Linked DNA regions of Hordeum vulgare: region 2 is linked to region 1. Evidence: chromatin contacts called from public Hi-C data. All regions are on one chromosome and are shown on one strand. The core of a region is the stretch at or near the end of the contact, and the rest is flanking DNA. Distances in the headings are between cores, read along the strand shown. Region 1 holds the start of LOC123438363 (transcription initiation factor IIA subunit 2). Region 2 holds the start of LOC123438842.

What was found. A called contact is a pair of places that touch in the nucleus more often than the background predicts.
Region 2: a contact with region 1 is called in a Hi-C map of seedling, with 2.7 times the contacts expected there. The contact joins the promoter of LOC123438842 here to the promoter of LOC123438363 in region 1. A contact is called at or near these places in 2 of 6 Hi-C or Micro-C datasets (leaf and seedling).

The regions. Positions count from the first base shown.
Region 1 is chr1H:8,311,292-8,318,487 of MorexV3_pseudomolecules_assembly, reverse strand. It overlaps LOC123438363 (transcription initiation factor IIA subunit 2), which reads right to left and starts at 3,037. Exons shown (of 4, transcript XM_045115775.1): 1 at 2,817-3,037; 2 at 2,031-2,169; 3 at 1,836-1,886. The coding sequence starts at 2,159.
Region 2 is chr1H:8,519,463-8,526,658 of MorexV3_pseudomolecules_assembly, reverse strand. LOC123438842 reads left to right here and starts at 3,277. Exons shown (of 5, transcript XM_045115809.1): 1 at 3,277-3,558; 2 at 3,658-3,816; 3 at 4,739-4,849; 4 at 4,966-5,032; 5 at 5,119-5,688. The coding sequence starts at 3,346. The coding sequence ends at 5,393.

The DNA.
Region 1 (7,196 bases), core at 1,788-4,287:
ACCGCCTTGAGATAAAGAATGCCGTTAGCGGAGTTACAGCTACGTTTTTATTTCATGCCACAAGTGGTATTTGTTCACAAGGTGTTGCAGGAAAATTACCTTTAGTTTCTACAAAAGGACAGGGGACTCCTTTTACAGAAAAAACAAAGTAAATGTGTTACACATAATTGAAAGAAAACAAAATAATTGGTCAATCCATATGATTTTGATCATCCCCGATTTAAGTTAATCAGTTCTCTATCACGTTAAAATACAATGTGGACACCAGGATTCAGTGAAATCCTTTGGCAACTGAAACATGAACGAGGCAGAGCGTCTTCTGGGGTGGCTAGCTAGAGCAGGCTGAAGTGCTCGCAGCCCGCCGACCCGTGTTCGAGGCTCAGCCTCCGAAGGGTTAGTGCCCACCTTTCTTTTTAAAAAGAATGCCACAAAAGGCTAGTCCTGGTTGATCGAGTTTTTTTATGGTGAATCATTAGCCGTCATATCTGATATCAGAATTCGTTTAATGCTATTGCGACAATTTCAGGCAAGCGAAAAATTCTAAAAAAAATCCAACACATGCCACTCCAAATTTGTGCCATAAATGGATTTTTTTTCACACTCCATGTTAACGTTTTGGGTATTGAGAAAACCCAGTAGAACTTGAAATCATGCAAACTTCAGAAGAAGTTGCAAATAAAAGAAAAATAAGAAATAAGTGGCAGCTTCAGAAGGTCCATTTTTAGGTGTAAGCATACATTATGTGAACAGGTTTTGTTATGTATTTTTTTTACACAATGCCAGAGTTCCCCAAATTGTGCGACATCCCTAGAACTCAGAACAACATATGCAAACAGATTCCTCGGGACCTTTGCTTTTATGGCCTTGGAAAAAATTAGCTGTATCTTTAGTAATCAATGAAATCCTTAATGGTGCCTGGTATGGTGAATGATGGCAGGCTATAGTGAACCATGGACAAGACCGAGCGTCTGCTTGGGTGGCTAGCTAGAGCAGGCTGAAGTGCTCGCAGCCTGGCAACCCGTGTTCGAGGCTCAGCCTCCGCAAGGTTTGGTGCTCACCTTTCTTCCTAGCAAAAGATGCCACCAAGGGCTAATCCTTTTTTTTTTTACGGTGAACCATGAACCACAATCGGATATGAGAAGTTATTTGACACTATGTTGATAACTTCATTCATTTTGTTCAAGATCAATCAGGCAAGCAAAAAATCCCAACACAAATCATTTGTGCTACAAATGGGTATTTTCTTCCAAATTCCATGTTAATGCTTTGGATATTGAGAAAAAAACAGTACTATTTGACATCATGTAAATTCAGGTGACTGAAACTATGGCCACAATGAGTAAGTGGTAGCTTCAGAAGATCTTTCTAGATATGAACACATACTATGTCAACAGGTTTTGTTTAGTAAAACAGGATTTTTACACAATTCCAGAGTTTCCCCAAATTGACCGACATCCCAGGCAACAGAACCCAGGCAAGACATATTTCCCAGGACCTTTGCCCTTACGGCCTTGGAAACAGTGAACCACATCTTTAGTAAGCAATATACGTAGCAAGACAAAAAAAAAGTTAAGGCTTGTTTCATTTACAGAGTTCTGCGCAAGCTGAACTGCAGTGCAACTTAGCACCGGTACCACGTGTCGTGTGGATATTGATCGACCGCTCTCTAGAAAAGCAAACATATTTATCATGCCCCAAAAGGTCATAACTTTTTTAGAACCAGACAGACAAATTAATTCACAGCGGCATACAAAAAAAATAATGGGACCACCGAGCAGGCATACGCCGAAATGGCGCGAAAAGATGACAAGTTTTTTTTCTTCCAAAGCACGTACCTTGACAGTAACCTTGCTCTTCACTTGGTTTTCCAGCGCCTCGGTCATAGACTGCACACACGATAAACACAGGCAAGCCATAAATCAAATCATCCGCAAGATAAGGCAAATTATGATGTTCCCCAACCTGAAGGGGAAGAAGGCCAACTGGACGGTAACCGAAGAGAGAATGTGGCAGCAGAGCGGGTAGAGCACCTTGTCGAACTGGACGAGCACTTGGATGGCGAGCTCGGGGCTGAGGGTGCCGCTGGAGACCATCTCGTCGAGCGTCTCGGTGAGGCACATGCCGATGGTGGACCGCCTGTAGAGCTCGAAGGTGGCCATATCGCCTCGCCTGCCGCAAACAAGCACGGTTTCGTCAGATGTTGCATAAGGCTAAGGCTAGTGGTATCAACACCAACAACCAGAGCCGATTCGTTCATGCCATGTGGAACTGTCAACCGCATATATACTCCGTATGAAGAAAAGATCCCCCATTTGATGATCCGATACGAACGAGTAGACTAATTAAGCTGGTAGTGCGTGCGTGCTAGTACTAGGCATGAATCAAATCAACCGGAATCAACGGCCCCTCCCTCCCTCCCGTGCGTCATCTGGCCGGCCGGTTCCTCCGGTATAGATGCAGGTCGGCCGTTCCCCCACCCTACAAGGAACGAAGGATAAAAGATGGTTCTTTTTTCCTTTTCCGGCGCGGTTCCATTTCGTCGCCGTCTCTCTCCCACCGAATCCATGGACGGACGAATCCGCCATGGAACGGCAAGCCCAAGGCGGACCACTCCCCCCACGAATCCCCCCCCCCCCCCCCCATCCCACCGCTCGACGGACGGACGAACCCTAGAAAAAGCAAAGCGGAAGCCCATTCCGGCGGACAGGGCCGATCCCGGACGGACCGGAACCGGGAGGCAGGGCAACACGGCAGGCAGCGGCTTGATCCGCGCGACGGAATCGAAGGGGGGGGCGACGGAGAGGGGAATCAATCACCTGCGGGTCGACGGACGGACGGTCCTGGCGGCGAGATCCGGCGGGGAGCGGAGGAGGTGGGAATGGGTTCGGATCGGGGGAGAAGAGGCCGAGGAGTGGGATGGGGGGGTTCGAAATCGGGAGGCTTTATATGTTTGGAGACGAAATTGGGGGATTATATATAGCAGCCGGATGAGCAGCTCTGCTCTGCTTTATCGCTCTCTCTCTCTCTCTCGTCTCTGCCTCCGGCTCCTGGCTGTGGCTGGTCGGCGCCGGTTGACGCTTCTGCCCCTGGGCCACCGTGGGCCGGGCCGGGCTAGGGCGGGCCGGAGCCACATGACCCAAACACAGAATCGGTGGTCTTGAAGGATCCGAGCAACTTTTTTTTTTTACTTGTGTTGTTGTTTGTGTTCGGGTCTACCGTCCATGAGGTTGTAAGCGGGTCTTGCTATATCTACGGATTATTATCGCTTGGTGGACCACTTTCTCCTACTCCCCTCCGTCCCTTCGTTGGACGACCTCTTCTGGTTGGTCTCGGCCTGGCCCAAGCGTGCTAACGCGGGCGTGCAACTTCGGGATTCTCCCCCACGAGGGCGCGCGGAGGAGTGGCAAACTCTTGTCGTCAAGGACAACCCATATAGGTCGGGTAAAAATAGGGCAATTACCCCATGCCTCGAGAGGACGACGACCTCAAATACTAAATTATATCCCTGTGTTCCTAAATACTTGTAGTTGGAGAGAAGACTAGTTCTCTCTAACTACAAGTATTTAGGTATTAGTTCTCTTCAAGTACAAGTATTTAGGTACTAATTCTCTCCAACTTCAAGTATTTAGGTACATAGAGTACAAGAGAGTACGATACCGTTACACATTTCCCTGAAAGATTATTGAATATATAAAAAAAAAACTCAATTTCAGGAGCGCAAGTTCACGCCACATATCAATAGTGTATATCATACGGGGGGGAAGAATATAACTGAAAAAGTTGAGTTTAATTAGTCATTCCCTAATGAAAATATATGTTAACTAAATCTTTATGCTTACTTTCTTATATGAATAAAATTAGTTGAGAAACGAGCAGGAAATACTGAATATGTTGAATCAAATTTCAAATAACCAAACCATAAGTATGCAAAAGTAGAATTAGCGGTCTTTTGTGTTCTTTGATCACTACAATAACGAGTATTATATTTTGTTTAAAAGTACAATTCATGCACAACTTATTATTCAACCCAACTTGAAAAACACAATTGCCATACTACTTTAGATTTTTCTATAAACATGCTTAGCTAATAATACACCAGAAACCACCATTCACTTTACAAATGGATACCATGATATTCAAAATACATACTTATAAGAGAACACACACATATATGCGCATAAATAAATTAATTTCATGCAACTTTCCAAACTAATTCAAAGCATAACTTTTTTACATCATATAATTTAATATACATTACAATATAGCAAAGAATAGTGTCTCACTTTATTTAACAATTGTACTTTGCTATGATAGCGAACTAATAGAAATTAAACCATTAAGTTTGTAGTATGATGCAACTAATTCAAATAAGTATACAAACTTCGTACAAATTTTGTAATGTCACTACTGGATCCAACCTTATAGAAACGTGCACATAAAATTTTAACCATTAATTTTTCCTCTATCTGATGTTTACATTATTTTGATATTTGATATTTGATATATTACTAAACAAGAAAGAGTAAAATACATTGTTGGTCCTAAAAGTATCCAAGGTGTGTCACCTAGATCCTTATAAAGTTCTAAAATGCACATCTAAGTCCCCCAAAATTATGTGAAGTGGAGGGATCAAACACCCGACCTCCAGCAATTGAACCACTTCGCTTGCCATTGTATTCTCTGTGATTTGTTCTCAAAAATAACAATCTAGTTTAAATAATTATAGTATGTGAATTTTATTTTCTAAAATTTCAACGTGATTTTATTTATAAAAATGTAAATGTTTTTTGAATAACAAACATTTCAGATTTTTATTAAAATGTATTTAAGCTCAAATATTAGCTCAAAACATGAACATGTTTTGCAAAAGAAGGAACAAAATTGAAGATAAGAATTTAAAAAATACATTTTAAGCAAATTTAAGAAATCCCCCGAACAATTGTTCACTCAAAAAAAATTCAAAATAGAAACATTTTTTGAATAACCTGTTTTCTTTTGAAATTGTATAATTTTTTTTGAAATGATGCACATTTGTTTCAAAGCCCAAACATTTATGAAAATTCCTTAATATTTTTTGAATTTGCAAACAAATTTTACATGAATATATCCTAAATTTATAAACATATTGTTTTAGGTTCACAAATTTTGAAACTTGTTCATGAGTTTTATTAAAACATTCATGGTATTTCACAAGATGCTAGCATTTTTTAAAATTATTAATAAATTTTAGGAAAAATATTCACTGAATCCAAAACATTCACAATGTTTGAAAAAATGTTGGTGATTTTTTAAAGCAGGCTCTGAAAATTTTAAAATCTAATTCGCAAGTCTAATAAATAGTTCATTTATTATAAATTTAAGGAATAATTTAAAAATAGCTTGTTCAAGAATTGTGCAGGTGGCGACCAACTCTGGAGAGAGTCCCCAGAAGATCCCGTATAAGCTCAGCGAACTACGCTTTTTTGGCTGTTATATGGGACAAGCCAAAAAACGACCTCAGCAGATCCCCCCAAAAACGGGAGGTCGCAGGGCGCGATGAGGAGCGGAGGAGCGGAGGAGGTCCCTGTTTTTGAATAACAAACATTTCAGATTTTTATTAAAATGTATTTAAGCTCAAATATTAGCTCAAAACATGAACATGTTTTGCAAAAGAAGGAACAAAATTGAAGATAAGAATTTAAAAAATACATTTTAAGCAAATTTAAGAAATCCCCCGAACAATTGTTCACTCAAAAAAAATTCAAAATAGAAACATTTTTTGAATAACCTGTTTTCTTTTGAAATTGTATAATTTTTTTTGAAATGATGCACATTTGTTTCAAAGCCCAAACATTTATGAAAATTCCTTAATATTTTTTGAATTTGCAAACAAATTTTACATGAATATATCCTAAATTTATAAACATATTGTTTTAGGTTCACAAATTTTGAAACTTGTTCATGAGTTTTATTAAAACATTCATGGTATTTCACAAGATGCTAGCATTTTTTAAAATTATTAATAAATTTTAGGAAAAATATTCACTGAATCCAAAACATTCACAATGTTTGAAAAAATGTTGGTGATTTTTTAAAGCAGGCTCTGAAAATTTTAAAATCTAATTCGCAAGTCTAATAAATAGTTCATTTATTATAAATTTAAGGAATAATTTAAAAATAGCTTGTTCAAGAATTGTGCAGGTGGCGACCAACTCTGGAGAGAGTCCCCAGAAGATCCCGTATAAGCTCAGCGAACTACGCTTTTTTGGCTGTTATATGGGACAAGCCAAAAAACGACCTCAGCAGATCCCCCCAAAAACGGGAGGTCGCAGGGCGCGATGAGGAGCGGAGGAGCGGAGGAGGTCCCTGTTTTTGAATAACAAACATTTCAGATTTTTATTAAAATGTATTTAAGCTCAAATATTAGCTCAAAACATGAACATGTTTTGCAAAAGAAGGAACAAAATTGAAGATAAGAATTTAAAAAATACATTTTAAGCAAATTTAAGAAATCCCCCGAACAATTGTTCACTCAAAAAAAATTCAAAATAGAAACATTTTTTGAATAACCTGTTTTCTTTTGAAATTGTATAATTTTTTTGAAATGATGCACATTTGTTTCAAAGCCCAAACATTTATGAAAATTCCTTAATATTTTTTGAATTTGCAAACAAATTTTACATGAATATATCCTAAATTTATAAACATATTGTTTTAGGTTCACAAATTTTGAAACTTGTTCATGAGTTTTATTAAAACATTCATGGTATTTCACAAGATGCTAGCATTTTTTAAAATTATTAATAAATTTTAGAAAAATATTCACTGAATCCAAAACATTCACAATGTTTGAAAAAATGTTGGTGATTTTTTAAAGCAGGCTCTGAAAATTTTAAAATCTAATTCGCAAGTCTAATAAATAGTTCATTTATTATAAATTTAAGGAATAATTTAAAAATAGCTTGTTCAAGAATTGTGCAGGTGGCGACCAACTCTGGAGAGAGTCCCCAGCAGATCCCGTATAAGCTCAGCGAACTACGCTTTTTTGGCTGTTATATGGGACAAGCCAAAAAACGACCTCAGCAGATCCCCCCAAAAACGGGAGGTCGCAGGGCGCGATGAGGAGCGGAGGAGGTCCCTGTTTTTGAATAACAAACATTTCAGATTTTTATTAAAATGTATTTAAGCTCAAATATTAGCTCAAAACATGAACATGT
Region 2 (7,196 bases), core at 2,028-4,527, 210 kb before region 1:
TATTATGGTGGATGAGTTGCATGTATAGGGAAAATGTATAAATTATGAAAACTAAATATGTTGTGGTTGCATGTTGATGATGTGAAAAATGTGCATGACTTATTGATGTGGATGAGTTGGATAGATAGGAACAACATGTATAAATTGTGAGAGTTAACTATGATGGTGATAATGGTGTGACGAATAAGCATTACTTATTGATGTGGTTGGATTCTATGGATAGAAAAAATACTAAAGTGAAGCATGCAACTAAATAATAGAAAAAATAAAGTAATTAATGAGGTGATATATATGATTGTGTGTGTTTTAAAAGAATAGAGGTATTGTGCATCAACTACTTACTTATATAGGATCTGCCATTTTCTACATTTCCACGGAGAAATATTCACCCATATACCAAGCTAATCCTTGTTGCAATTGTGATGGTGTGCATTCGTGGAAGGGGTGACACTCATGCTATTGGCCGAGCTGCCCGTTGAAAGGTTTTATCCATCATGACAAACTTGTGAGCGAGGGTGATGACACTGGTTGCATCAACGGGCTGTAGGCGGTGGTAATTGTGGCCACTTTCTTCTCGTCCCCAACAGCCTTATTGACATCCTCCTTGACCACGACATCTTTCCAAGGCCCCTTTGGACAGAGGAGTTCATGGCATCAATGGACTTCTTGGTGGCGCTCGCCGTCGAAACCAATGTGATTGCTACCATGATGGAAACAATGGTCAGTGCAACCGCTAACAAGTTTGTCGTGATGGAAGCAACCTTCACCGAGGCCAGTCGGCCAATATCATGAGTGACACGATGCCCATCGATGAATGCACACCACCGGTTGTCCTACCAAGTGGGCGAGGGATGATTTGAGAGAGATGTTGTCGCTTCCAATGAGATGCTTCATGTGGAGGCTTATGAAGGTGGCTGATGCCTAAAATAGGAGATGGTGCACGAAGGCCGCTTGAGGCCACAAGAGCTTCATGGGTTTTGTGCGGCTGGTGCAAAATTGGTTGCATATATGCATGTCTAGGCATATGGACCACCGCTTGCCCATTGTATTGACTGAGCACCCATGGGTGGCCACCCATTGGTTACCCTCAAGAATTTCCACGAAGCAGGAGTACCATTCATGTAGCTAGGCATCCATAATTACTGAGACGGTTTGCTCTTGTATGAATGTACACGCTTCTAGGCCTGAGAGGCTGAGACTGAGTCGAACAGAATACTGAAACATCTTAGTAGTCAGAGGAAAATACTAAAACCTTATATTTGTTTGGAGTTCCATTGGTTTTATCTTTAGTAAATGTTCATGCCATCCTTGTTCTTGTTCAAGATTCAATCGGTACTTTGTGTGCACGATTGACTAACTTTTGGATCCCTTGTTTTGAGATTGTAAATTTGCACAATGCATGCAGTGTTGGTTGATTGCTTGTTTTGAGAGTGTTTTATCATTAAGACGCTTTGATTGAACCAAGCAATTGCGTTTTAGATAATTATGTTTATGTTTGGCGGTTTATGTATATATAACATATAAATTTTACAATATCCCATCTCCCTGATTGCAAAGCAAATCTTCAAGTTTAGCCCATAACATTTGTCTATTGATCTCTTTCTACTTAAGTTATTGTGTTAGGGATAACTCAAACTTCAAATTAACACACACATCTATTTAGCCTCCCCTCTCACTAAAACCCAGCTAATTAATTTATTTTCTATTCTCTATGTATAATGTGTGGCGCTCATATGATATATAAGCGGCTTAGAATACAACATATTGCAGTAACATACTTGTTCTACACTAATTACAACCTGAAGTCCAATCATAATTCAACGGTTAGAAATTTGTACGTTGATACCCGAAAACTCATGGGATATGGATTGGAAATAGCCTCACAGACCCATTGGGTACCCGTTTGATAAGGTGGTCCACATGAAAGTGACCCAGGTCATATAGGTAGTCCTGGAGCTCAACGGTCCAAAGGTGAATACATGTCTGCGCTTGTAATGTATATATATCATTGCCATTCTTGTTTTTATTGTGGGTGCCTAGCGGACAAGACACGAGAAGAAGCTATGACCTGTGATGCTATGTTAGGAGCGTCACATAGAATAAATGATGAGGTGGAGAGAAAGAACTCGAAAAAAAGATTTTGCCTTCTTTTATTTTAGAGAAGACAAGAGATGATCTTTTAGCACAATATGTCTCACCTTGTTTTTAGGAATAGCTAATTATAAAAGATAAGGCTAAGAGATGATTCATTGTAGACTCTTTTCTTTTCCATCTCTAAATTACATGCAAGATTTTAGATAAACTATCTTATCAACCATTGTACATGCCATAATAGTCCGACCCACTTCTTACGCGGGTCTGTTTTGTTCTTTCTTCTCTTCTGTTCTAGTTGGGGTTTTTCATTCAAAAACCGACTGTCTATATTTTTCAAACGGATCTAAATAAAAAACCTATTTTTAAAAATACAAAAATATTTAAAAAATTAGGAGCATATTTTTAAATATTTTGGTGTGTATTAGGAGAAACATCACCGTATATTAATAAATACCACATATAGAAATTGTTCTTCGTATGTAAAAAAATGTCCATTGTGTGTGAAAAACATGTTCAACGTATAATAATAAAATTTTGAGTATATCTTTTTAAAACTGTTCACCAAATATTAGTAAAGTTTGTAGTACAGAAACTATAAAAAATAAAAAGTGGAAAATAAAAACAAAATAAAACCAGTCAAAACCAAACCCTGAGAAAAAAGAACAAAAATAAAAATAAAAAAAGCCATGTAGAAGAAAACAAAAAGCAAAAAAAATATGCAGCATTCAACAGAGAAACGGAGCAACCACACGCGAACCTTGAACCACACGCGAACCTTGATCATCTTTTTAGATGTTTCGCTAAATCATTCCGAAACGATAAACAAACTCGGAGCGAACCGGCCTATGATTGAATGTTTATAGGAGGACATTCTTTTTTGGGTTGTTTAGAAGGACAGTGGTATCTTTGGCCCGCCATGTTTCAAGTTTTAGATTTGACACTCGTGCTTACATTTTCAGGTCAATTTTGGGATGATGTATCAGACGTTCTTGGGGATAGGATGTGTGCGGGCATTGATAGGCATTCATGAATGTATGAGCATCTGCGTCTGTATTGTGTTAAGAAAACTGACTAACTCAACATGGGCTTGGATGGGCTGTCCGAAAGCCCATTGGACCTCAGGCCCAACCCAAACCACAGATAGAAAACAAAAAACTTAAACCCATCTCTAAACCCCTTGTGGGCCACACGGCTCTCGATCCCCATTTCTCTCCTCCTTCCGGAGCTCCCGCTAGGGTTGCGTCGCCGCCGATGGCCGCCGCCGCCGCCGCCGCTGCCATGGCGCGCAGGCTGCTCTCCCCCTCGGCCTCCACCACCTCCGCCCGCCTCCTCCTCTCCCGCCACCTCTCCTCCGCCCCACCCTTCCCGCGCGGCGGCCGCGCCCCGGCGGCGCTGATCGACATCCTGCGCCCGGCGGCCGTCGCCCCCTCCCCCTCCTCCCTCCACCAGCTGATCCGCAACGCTGTAGGTGCACCGCCCCTCTCCTGCCCCGGCTTCTCATACGCGATCCACATTGCTATGTTTCCTACTGCTCGGTGTTGAAATCTGATTGTTTCTTTGCAGGGGATATCGACCACGAGGAGCCTGCTTGCCGGAGACGATTCCATGGTCCCCGTCTCGTCCCCGTTGTCATCGCCGTTGGGTGCCGCGGAAGGGACCGACGACAAGGGGGCCGTGGTGAAGCGGCTCAAAGTCCAGGCCATCAAGAAGGACATCAAGCAGGTAAACAAAACCTCAGTAGTAGTTTGTTGGTTATGTTCCTCAGAGATATCAAACTGCCTGAGTAAGCAAAAGACCGAGCATTATAAATCATTAACCTTTTTACGCACGCCGTCTGCGGTTGTTGAACATGTGATCCTGAGATCCGCAACGGCTACGTAGCCCCCGCTGTTAGTCATAACGCCGAGAGTATAATGCTTATGCACTACTACATATCCTTAGCGGAAGCTGCAAGTGTTTCTTGCTGTGAATTTAAGGCGTGCTTGTAGCTTCTATCCACCGCTAAATTTGTACCTTGGTTGGTAACACATTTGCTTATCGCACTTTGCTGGAATGCAATGATGAGCACGTAGAGAGATTAAGGCTTTGTAGCGGGCTTGGACCCTGTTCGGCAGTCCATCCACCAGCTCCCGAAAATCTCAGGATCTGAGGAGCGAGCGAACAGGGGTTCCGTGATTTTAAACTGCACCTCCGGCTTCTCCGGGAGCGGAGTTGTGGACTGGAGGGGCTCCGAACAGGGCCTTAATCAGCACGAGGAGAGATTAGGGCTGTGCGGCAGACTTTATCAACTTGTTATTCGTCACTGAATTTATATATTGGTTGGAAAACATTTGCGTATCTCACTTTGCTTTGATAGTTAATACAAAGCACATGGAGAGACTAGGGCTGCTTAGCAGACTTTATATCAACTGGTTATTCGTTGCCAGGATTTCATGAACTGGTCATTCATTACTCAGTTTATGTATTGATTTGAAACCATTTTCTTGTCTCACTTGGCTAGACTGTAATAAAGAGCACGTAGAGGAACCAGTCCTGTGCTGTCCAGCGAACTCCATGAACTGCTGTACTGCCTAATAATATTTTGCTAGTGCCACAAAGAGATATTTATTTCTCCAGTTGATCTTAATGTTCCTGGTTGTTTTAGAGCCCCAAGAAGGTGAATCTGGTAGCCAAGCTGGTTCGAGGAATGCGCGTGGAAGATGCCCTTTTACAGTTGCAAGTGACGGTTAAAAGGGCTGCGAAAACTTTGTACCAGGTTTGGCAATCAGCAAAAAAAAGTTGCCTACTCAAGTAACCCTGCTTCTTTCTGCGATAGGTCCAAACTGACCATTTATGTTTTTCATGAGATTTTTTTCCTATCAATTGCTGTAGGTGATCCATTCTGCTCGTGCGAACGCAGCTCACAACCATGGACTGGATGCAGATAAACTTATTGTGGGTAAGATTGCAACAAAGCTGCTCACATTTACCTCCATGTCTGCAATAAATTAAATCTCATCACCCTCCTCCTCGACGACACTGCAGAAGAGGCTTTTGTGGGAAAAGGAATTTATCTCAAGAGGCTCGCTTACCATGCCAAAGGGAGGTGTGGTGTCAGGGAGAGACCTAGGTGCAGGCTGACAGTGGTGGTCAGAGAAGCCACAGCCGAGGAGGAAGCCAAGATTGCGAAACTCAGAGTCATGAACTACAAGAAGCTCACCCGGAAGGAGAAGCAGCTCATGCCTCACAGGCTCATCGAGGTCAGCCCGAAGTGGGCCCGCAAGAGGAAAGAGGAGGAGGAGGCTGGTGCTTCAGCGTAGTACGAGTTCCCGTTTGCAGCAGGGTCCGTCTTTCTTGGCGGGCTTGGAGCCAGAGAGTAGTAGCTGGATCCGCAGTCGTCTAGTCCATCTGTTGAGATTTACTGAAGAACAGCCGTGGTGAGGTGCTCCCTTGGAAGGATTCGTTGTCTCGTTTGCCTGACCAGCCTGTGTTGTGTTTGTGTCATCCATACGGAATCTTTCAAGACATTTGCTCTAGTTAACAATGAATAAGTTGACCTCTGATGTGCCGTTCGGCATGTCTGTTCTTATACATGCCATCGGTCTGTTTCTTGAATGTGCGGAGCAGTAGAAATGCTGGTCCTTTTTGTCTCGGCAACGCTAGTGGTGAGGTAAACCACATTATGTATTTTTGGTACTAGTGTGGGTGACAGTAACAGTTGCCGCCTGCCCTCAGAATTTGATATTTAAGAGTGTTTAGGTTCTGGGTGTGTTACTTTTTGAAAAGTTGTTACGAATTTTGTTAATCAGTGGTTATATATTGTCTCAAATTCTGGATCGAAAAAAGGCATTTCTTGCAACTTGATCAGTTTTCCTTGTTGAGAAAATGCAACTAGATTAGTTTAGTTTTGTGATGAATAAATCGGATTATTATTAGGTTATGTATATTTCAAAATCTGAGTTGGGCCCATCAAACCTAATAGCCAGATAATTGTCAAAACCATATAGACTTGAAAAGTAAGGGGAAACAAGGAAATTCATGTGATAAAAACATATATTTATGAAAAAAAGTAATGATGCATGTTAGTAGGGATGGGCATATTAATCGTTGACCGAACTACCGAACCGAAAAACCGAGACTGGAGCCGAATGGACCAAAACCTATAAGATCGGCCAAAACTCGTGTTCTCAGCGCTAGAAACTCGAATTAACTTCTAGAGAAGGCATCGGGTTCATTATTTTTTATTATTGATACATATTTCTGACTTCGGCTGGGCTTCTCCATTTCGCTCTGGGCCCATACTTTGTCGGACGCTCGTTTTTGCTGCTTACGTTCTCTTCGAGCATCTTGTTCTGAAAAAATACGTATAATTAAAACAAAAGTTGTCCTAGATCATCGTATATTACTTTTCATCCCGTGCATCTAAGATTCCCGATTTAGTTTTCTGGATTTTGGGGGTGTTTTTACAGCCCAAGTCGATAGATATGATGGAGTTATTGGAGGTCTTTTTTACAGCATGGATCGATTAATTCAAGAACATTTTTTGGGATTCACAAAAAATGATTTTTCACGAACATTTTTGAAATGCATGAACATTGTTTTAATCAACTAATTGTTTTTGAATATTAAATTGTTTTTTTAAAATTCACAAACATTATTTGACTTCTGTTAGTTGTTTTAAATGTTAACCGTTGACCGAACTACCAAACCGAAGAACCGAGACGCAAGCCGAATGGACAAAAACCTATAAGATCGGTCAGAGCTCGTGTTCTCAGCACTAGAAACTCGAATTAACTTCTAGAGAAGGCATCGGGTTCAATTTTTTTTATTATTGGTATACATTTCTGACTTTGCATTCTCCATTGCCTTTCAAGTGTAATCCTGATTTATCTAAATTTCACCGTAATTTCAAAAATTTCCTTCACCTTCGCTTGTTAATGTGAGTTGAAGCAGAGGGTACACGGTCTGCTGGATTGCCACATCATCTGGTTACTTTTAATTTGTATATATATAGTTAAAAGTTGCATACTGAACAAGAAGATCAGAGTGGCGCAGCGGAAGCGTGGTGGGCCCATAACCCACAGGTCCCAGGATCGAAACCTGGCTCTGATAATTATCTTTTT